Regions from separate parts of the Mus musculus genome. Here region 2 is linked to region 1. A link is a contact called in public Hi-C data. All regions are on one chromosome and are shown on one strand. Each heading gives the region's core, a stretch centred on a gene start, on an enhancer-like site or on the middle of the called end of the contact. The rest is flanking DNA. Distances are from core to core; before and after follow the strand shown. Region 1 holds the start of Prdx6 (peroxiredoxin 6). Region 2 holds the start of F5 (coagulation factor V).

Region 1 (4,200 bases), core at 678-3,177:
ACACCTTTGATCACACAGGGAGGCAGATCTCTGTGAGCTGGAGACCAGCCCGGTTTACAGATCATATTCCAGAACAGCCAGTGATACACAAAGAAATCCTGTCTTGAAAAACAATCAAGCAAACAGACATGTTAATCTCTACCTTTAAAGAATTCCAACTTTTGCCAAGGCTAGAGCACGGTTACTAAATCACCACCAGCAGGCTACTTCTGGCACTATAGATTGGAATAGGTGTTTATCTTACTATACTCGCTTAGTTTAAAGTGGTGGCTATGTAATTATGCCTTTGATAGAGATCAGCCACTTTGAGTCTGCATCCAGTCTCTTTATTGTGGTGTATCTGATTTTTAGCCCATCTTTGCAACACTGCTTATAGTTCCTTAAGGTCAAGCTACCCTGCTTCCCTACTGTGAAAATACATAATAAATAAAGTGAAGATACGTGCTTTCAAAACAGAAGGGTGGAGTCAAGCTAGAGATTAAGTTACCTTAACTTTAAAACGCATGGCAGTAATCTCTGTGAAGCAGGCAAGACCAGTATGCATGCAGACACAAAGACAGGGCTTATCACCATGATGAAAACGCAGGGTACAGTGGGTCGCTGCACTCAGCACCGCCACACGCTTTCCTTTAAATCCGTTGAGTCTGTTCCAGAGGATTCCTCACACCGAACAACAAACACTCACAGCTCCCCTGTCCATATCACCTTACATGATATCATAACTGCACTTTTCCTGTAAGAGCTGGGACTATGTCTCACATCAGGCCTCGCACGGTGTCTAGCTAGCAATAAGGAAAGTGAGAGTTACTGCGTGAATTGTGTCATCTAATAATAGCTACCACTCTGAGAGCACCTGCCATGTTCTAAGTAGTCTACTGTCCTGCAGGCTTCCCCAGGCTGGGCCACACAATCTGAAGCTGACCTCCAGGTAGCCTCACTTAACTTACATAAACTCGCTTTAGTTTCTCCAGCTAGGACTCGGGGCTTTCTAATACATTGTCCTCCACCACACCTTAGCGCTGGCGATTGGACCTAGGGCCTCCCACACTCCAGTCAAGCATCCTGCCGCACACCTGCTTCCTCATTCCCCTTTATTTTGAGACAGACTCTAAGTTCCCCAGGTTGGCCTTGAACTTCCTCTGTAGCTCAGAATTTACAGTCCTTCTCCTTTCTCCAGAGTAGTTGGGGTTTCTGGTTTGCGATCACCAGGCTGAGCTTCTAACAGATTCTGGTTTCTGTGCAGAATGTCTGCCATCTGTCTCTAATAAGGGCAGGCATCTTTCTCCACTTTGTGCTTAGGAAATAGGAAGTCAGTGGATCAAAATGTCCCATTTCTTCAGGTGGGAATTCACTTGCATACACTCGATCTCAAGAAGCCTGTTGTGAAACCTATATTTAAACTTTAGGAATAATGTGTTGAGCATTTTATAAGGAACTCCAGGAATGGGGAGGCAAAATTTAAAAAAAAAAAAAAACGGTTCTTTCCATTGCCCTCTTATTGACATTGGTACAGAATGTTTGCTGCAATAAGAAAGCCACTTCCTCTGACTTAGCCCACGTCACAAGTCTGGTTCTTGCCACATCCTGAAAAACTTCTGAAACCCAGGTTGGCTGAGTAGTCAGTCATTCAGCCAACTACTAGATGCTCATAGTAAAAGAGGGCTATACCCCAAGACCTCTAAATTGTAAGTCCAACAGGGGTGAGAATGTCAGAGGATTTGCGCTAATTCCGCCTTCTCCTAGAGCATCTTTGCAGAGCCGCCAGATCTACAAGTCCCCGCAATTCTCGGTCTTGCGCTTCCTTCCTATTGCACGTGGCCTTCTTTAGCTCCAGAATCTCCCTTGCCTGCAAGCTCCACGTGAAGAACCGCAGCCGCCAGACTCGCGGTCGCCCCACCCCGCCCCAGCCCCGCCCCAGCCCCGCCCACTCGGCCAGCACTGATCTAGGTCTCCGCAGGAGCCCGCCCGCTGCTCACTGCTGCGGCTGCGCCTCCTTGTTCTCAGCGTCACCACTGCCGCCATGCCCGGAGGGTTGCTTCTCGGGGACGAAGCCCCCAACTTTGAGGCCAATACCACCATCGGCCGCATCCGCTTCCACGATTTCCTGGGAGATTCGTAAGTGGCCACCGCGTTGCCCTGCCAGGTGACGGGTCCCCAGAGCTACCTGCCTCGCTTCTTTCCGGGTTGCGCTCGGCCGCGGCGGGTCTCTGGCTTAGCCCCTCACCGGTTCCCGCACGTGCCCGCCGCCGGGGTCCTGCCGAGCATCACCGGGCATTGCTGGGGACCTGCGACCTCTGCCCGGCCCTACGCCGATCAGCGGATCCTTCCCTGACCCAGCGTGGCTGGCCTGGCATGGGAAAGGAGGTCCTTGCCGAGGACGGTTTGTTGTCTGTTTAACCTGGTTTTGTAAACAGTGTTGGGTTTGTGTCGGGGTCGATCTGAAAGCCCAGGGGAGGTGGGGCAGGGTTGCTCGGTGTTTGAGGTCATTTCCCGGGACGCTTGCCCAGGGTCGCACTGCCCGCCCTCCTGCCGCTCTAGAAGTTGTACCTTGCGGAAGGTGGGTGCCTAAGGTCAAAGTTAGAGCACACAGCCACAAATTAAGGGCTGTCCCGACGTTATCTGGGTTCCTCTTAACTTCGGGGAGTGTTTGCGGACTTCTGAATTAAAAAACAAAACAAAACTACGGTGCCAAGTAAGTAGCCAAAAGACTTTTTGTCCAGAGCCTCCTTCAGAGGTCAAAAATAAGATTATATGTAACAGCTTTGGGAGCACCCAGAAACACTCTGTAGGCGTGACCGTGATTCTAGAAGAAGCAATGCTTTGAGGGAAAGGCTGCGACCATTTTGCCACTCTAGGCCATTCCAAGGCTAGGACACGTGTGCCTCCCCACTTGGAGACTCTTTTGTTTCCCAGTGGTCCCCTCCCCCTCTGCTTTGCATCAGCGCCTGGCCTTGCTGCTGATAACAACAGTGGTGGCCACAGTGGCTAGGTATGCACCGATTTTGTCTTAGTTTTACAGCTCCTGAATGCACACATTGTAAGATGCTTAGTTTCAGTCCGCTTTTTGCATACGCGTCAGGCTATGTTGTGGTTCTGGAGTTTCAGTGCCCAATGACACTGAATAAACAAACTCTTGGGTCTGTCTGTGTCCTTTTCGTATCTAGTATGTATGTATGTATGTATGTATGTATGTATGTATGTATGTATGTACGTGAGGACAGAGCAGTTTATGAAACTACTCCGTGACCAGGCAGGAAAGGAAGCATTAGAGAATCTTTCCTGAGGTGAGTTTGGCTCCTCCTGACTAAGGGGAAGCAGAGCTTTTAAAAGAGAAAGGTAGACTAGAAGAAGTAGCAAATGGAACCCTCAGGCCTTGCAGGAGAAAAGTCTAAAAATAAGCATGCCAGCCAGACTCATCACTCAAAATCTAGTGTTAATATTTATCCAAGACTGCCAACGATTTACACAGTGTTCCTTCCCATTCCTGTCTGCAGCCCACACCCCCAGGAAATGTGAGGGCTTGCTGGAGCGCTTCATCTGTAAGGATGAGAGATAAATATGAATCTAAAGCGCGTGTGCTGTGAAGATAGCCACACTATAGAGTCGGGGGCGGGAATCTTAGGGATTGTTTATTGATCTAGATCTGGATGCAACTGTTTTATTCCAGCTGCTGAGGAGACAGTTGGGAAGATCCTAACTTCAAGGCCAAGCCAACTTAGTGAGGCTTTGTCCCTAAATAGCAACTAAATAAGCAGATGAAGTGGCATCTTAAGATGAGGTAAATTTATGAACAAACATAAGTCATGATACGCCTGCAATAACCGAGAAGGACTTTTCCACCCTGTGTGTCATTTCTAATACAAGGGATTTGACTAGTGTTTCCAAACTCTGTTCTGTAGATGATCGCAAGTCAGTTTGCCCCTGACAGACTCAAAGATCCTTTGGAGGAGAAAAGGAAAATGAACTTTAAGCATTACTTAACCCCCTGATAATTAGAAACAGCTGAAGGTTTGGGGAGCCGTGTGGGTTTGAGTGGGTTTGAGTAGGTTTGTATGGTCTGTGGATGTGGAAGAGCATCTTATATATCCCAGGGTTCCTCACTGATCAAAACACCTGTGCCACAGGTTTTCTGGTAGGAGAGACGATTCTGTTAGAGGGAGGAAACCTTTTGTCTTTTGAAAATGAGGAAGGAAATGGCAT
Region 2 (4,200 bases), core at 549-3,048, 2.9 Mb before region 1:
TAACTACATCTTTCACAGGAGGGATGAAGACCCTGGGAAACTTCCTTTAGCAGTTTTCCCTACTGGTAACTTACCCACTTCTCTTTCCTTACCAGGGGAAGACCTGTGCAATGTTGTTAGCTAGAGTCCTCATGCTGTGCATTTGATCGGAATTTGTTCATCTCTAACCTTGTGTTAACTCAAACCTACCTTTGCCTTACCCCAGGCTGAATGCAGTCACTTGAACACAAGTCTGTGTTCTCTGCCCCTAAGCAGCAAAATTGATGTTGGAAATAATGTTATTTTCTTTTGGGATTGGGGTGGGGTGGAGGTGTTCAGTTAGTGGTACTTTCCTAAGAGTATGGGTGTGGTCTAGATTATTACTCTGAAAATGCAATCTTTAAGTCATTTAGATGTGATATTTCTCACTAGCATGATACCAAGACTGAATACAATGCCTTCCCAAACAACCCAGAACCAACAACAGCAAACTCAAAGGCTGATTATTCATTTATACTAAAACATTACACATTGCTTTCAAGATATTACATTATTTTCTTTGGCTGATTGCTTTGGTTTTGCAATTGTAAAAGAGGAACACATCTTTCACAATCACTTAAACTTTGATGTCAACTAAAAGGGAAAAAAATGCGTCAACCAGTAAGCGAGGCTTAGCATTTAAAATAAAAACACTCGTGGTCGCAAGTGCTACGTAGAATCTATGACTTGGGTAACTGCAGGCAGGTTAGCAAAATATATTCTGCAACTCAAAGTTAGGTTTGATATTATTTAAGCCTCCTCTTAGTTAGACATGCCTTTGAATGACTACCTTATGTGCTCACTAACATGGGTAATAATCAGGGCAGACCAAAATACCCAGGATAAGTCATATTCCAGGAAGTAACTCAAAATGAGAGGAAAAAATGAAGCCACATTAGGTAGCCAGGGGTAAGTCTAGGAAAAGTGAAAATACAAGTGTGCCTTCCCTTCCCTCTGAACCCACAGTGAAAATCGTTTATAGGAAGGCAACAAAATCTCCTTATAATGAAGTACATGGTGACAGCTTTGACATCTTTTTCTTTAGAAGATGAACTTGTGTTTAACAGGAATAAATATTATATAACTAGAAGGTCCTTTTTCTTTTTTTTAAGCAGACTGTCAAAAGGCTTAAGCCGAATGCACAGGAAGGGCTAAGAGGGCTGTGGAGGTGTGTCCTTTCAACCCATCAATACACTAAACTAACAAACGTGGGGGGAAAACAGATTAGGGATTGCACCTGGAAAGAAAGCCACAGCTAACCATTCACATTGAAATTTCCACATCCTCAAAATGATAAATTATGTCCATAGAGACAAAATTACACCCACACAACATTAGTCTCTCTCTCTCTCTCTCTCTCTCTCTCTCTCTCTCTCTCTCCTCCTCCTCCTCTTCCTTTTCCTTTTCCTCCTCCTCCCAGCCCACCCCCACCCCTTGCAACTATAATAGATTTTCTTCCTTGAAGAAGCCCACCTGGATTTCACCCCCAGTTACCTTGGATCTGTGGGCTCAGGATGATAGTTCCAGAGGATCCCCTGAGCTGCCACATAGAACTGCCTTAGTTGCGCGGCCTCTGCCTGGTGGCTGCCCCAGCCCGCCCAGCGGGTTCCCAGAACCACCAGGAGGAAGAAGCACGGGCAGACTAGGAGCATGGCCCTTGTCCTGCCGCGCGCTGCCACCACCGACAGTGCTCAGTGCTCTGTCCCTGTTGCGCGCTGATCTGTCTCCCTGGAGGACTAAGAAGCTGCAGGGCACAGTGAGTGTCCCTGTCCCCTGTGGTGGCTGTCTAACCCTACCTCCCTCTATGCCTAGTGTAGGCAGGGGCTTGTTGAGGTCACTCCCCCCTGTGGCCACAGGCATTTACTAGAGAGAATGCCAGACAAGGAATGTAGAGGGAAAGGAAGGGCAAGCCTGCTGGAGGTTATGGCTCTGGAGCAGTGCCCAAGGGTCTCCGCCCCATCACAAAGCAGCATTTCCCCCACTTCAACGTAGGTGGGAGCAGCAATCCCACTTAACCTGCGCGGGTGGAGGTGGGGGGATGGGGTAGGGGTTCAAAGTTTAGGCTTGTCAGCTGATTTCTGCAAGCCTTAGTAAGACCCAACACCCATCCTCAGATCCCAGGAAAATGGCACTGCACAGTAACCAGAAAACAGCCTCAGGACAGGTCCACCAACAGGTTAGCAGTCTGAATCTCTTAGGACAGACCGCTTGGTAAGGGCTTGTCACCAGCTCAAGTGTAGCCGAGACCAGGGTTTAGAGAACTCATTTGAGATAGTCAGTAGCTGTGTGGTCTGGGGCCAACTATGTCTTTAGAAATACTTTTGACATCTGTAAAATAAGAATGGCAATTCTAGTTTTCCTTGATCTTATTATTGGGAGGGGACAAACTGTTGTAAACTGGACAGTCCCCAGGGCCTAGGTAGCTACAGTCTATGATCTTGTCTTTGCTCGTTCTCCTGTATCCTTGGCATGGTGTTTTAGATTTTATTTTTCTGTTGGTGGCAAAGCTGAGAATTATGCCTGAATCAGCAGGATGGCCTGCCCTGAATTCTCCAGAACTTTGTCTCTGCTCAGACTTTCTGCTTCCAGCACATCCAGTAAATTGTGATCTGGTACCATCCAGGTTCCGCAGCAGCCTCTCCCTCTCCCTCCCCCTGCCCCACCCCTCCCCCTTCCCTTCCTTCTCCCCTCCCCCCAACTCCTGCTTCTGTTTCTTTGCTGATCACATCACTGATATTCTTCAGTCAGTTTATAATGCCCCTTCTTGAGTCAGGCATGATGGCACATGCCTGTAATCCCAGCACACGAGGGCTAGAAGCAGGGGAATGTGAGTTTGAGGCCTGAGATCAGCCTAAGCTACGCAGTGAGACCATGTACTGAAAAGTAATTAATTAGCAGATGTGTGCACACATAACTACACTAGGAAGAATGCTCACACGGATTTCCTTCCCTTTCTGCTTCCCTGCTCTTTAAAGTCAGAATTTCTGCCATTGTCTCTGATTCTGGGTTCCAGTTGACTTTTCCGTTTCATGAACTTAATCTGCTCAGATTATATACTCCTTTTGCTAACCTTTCATTAGGTTTTCAAGATGCCCTTGTATCTGTGGCTAGATTATGATCTATTCAAGAGCAGGGATGATGTCTTATACTCCTGATCCACAGTTCCAGGAGTTTCCAAAATGCAAATTCGGACACAAGAGACATGGTTGAGATCTATGGTCCTATAATATCTAGCCTAGTATCTGTCTATCTGTCTGTCTCTCTGTTTGTCTCTGTCTCTCTCCACACACACACACACACACACACACACACACACACACACACACAGACACACACACACACACACACACACACACCAAATTAGATGCTATTGACAATGTAAGAAAAAAAAAGCAGCAGGTCTCTAAATTACTTTCTTCCCTTTTCCCCCAAATCATTGCAACTTTTCCAAGGACAGCTTTACTGCCCTTGCTTGCTTGTCTGCTTATGTGTCCAGGCTACATGGTGACCAATGGATCTCATTACAGCTCAGCAAAGCAACTGCAGTTTTTGACTCCTTAATGTTTGCATCAATTACAGACAAGCCATATGTAATTTTCAGTGACTTATTTATTAAATATGTGCATTAAATTACATATAAAACAATATCTGTTCTTTCCTGCAGAACAGTAATTGCAAAGAGGACCTTTTTCTGCTCCTCTGACTTTTGTTTTTGTTTTTTTCCTCTGTGGTCAGGGGATATACGACATACATTTGTGCTTTCACTGGAAGGTCCAGCTGTCATTTAGAGGGTTGTAACTGTGACCACATTGGTGGTAGACAAAGTGCTATACACAGAACTTATTGAACAAAACACAAAGAGCTTGACATTTGGGGAAGTTGAGTTATTTATACATCCAAACAATGATCTTTGGGTGCTTTGGTGGAGGGAAAGTCTGCAGTCAGATGTGACGTCTTGGCTCTGTTCCAGATCTTCTGTGTCCCCTAGTACCATCTGGAGGTTTCTGTGAAAGTCTCAGCAGCAGAGGTGTAAACAACCTCATTGATATGAAACATGGAAGACCCAGGAGATCTTAAAGCAGGCATCCCCTTAAACTAGAGGTCTGCCTGCCCACCAACATTGCTACTCTGCAATCCCAAGAGAAAGACCTTCGGTTTTCCAGAGCCTGGTCACCTGGTGAG

What was found. Hi-C and Micro-C count contacts between places; a contact is called where the count stands out from the background.
Region 2: a contact with region 1 is called in a Hi-C map of liver, with 3 times the contacts expected there. The contact joins the promoter of F5 here to the promoter of Prdx6 in region 1. A contact is called at or near these places in 1 of 484 Hi-C or Micro-C datasets (liver) and 2 of 9 other capture datasets (liver and pancreatic islet).

Annotation. Positions count from the first base shown.
Region 1 is chr1:161,248,937-161,253,136 of GRCm38.p6, reverse strand. It overlaps Prdx6 (peroxiredoxin 6), which reads left to right and starts at 1,927. Exons shown (of 5, transcript NM_007453.4): 1 at 1,927-2,115. The coding sequence starts at 2,021.
Region 2 is chr1:164,149,433-164,153,632 of GRCm38.p6, reverse strand. F5 (coagulation factor V) reads right to left here and starts at 1,798. Exons shown (of 25, transcript NM_007976.3): 1 at 1,513-1,798. The coding sequence starts at 1,670. It overlaps Gm16548 (predicted gene 16548), which reads left to right and starts at 1,416. Exons shown (of 3, transcript NR_037987.1): 1 at 1,416-1,774; 2 at 3,989-4,200. It overlaps Selp (selectin, platelet), which reads right to left. Exons shown (of 16, transcript NM_011347.2): 16 at 3,607-4,200.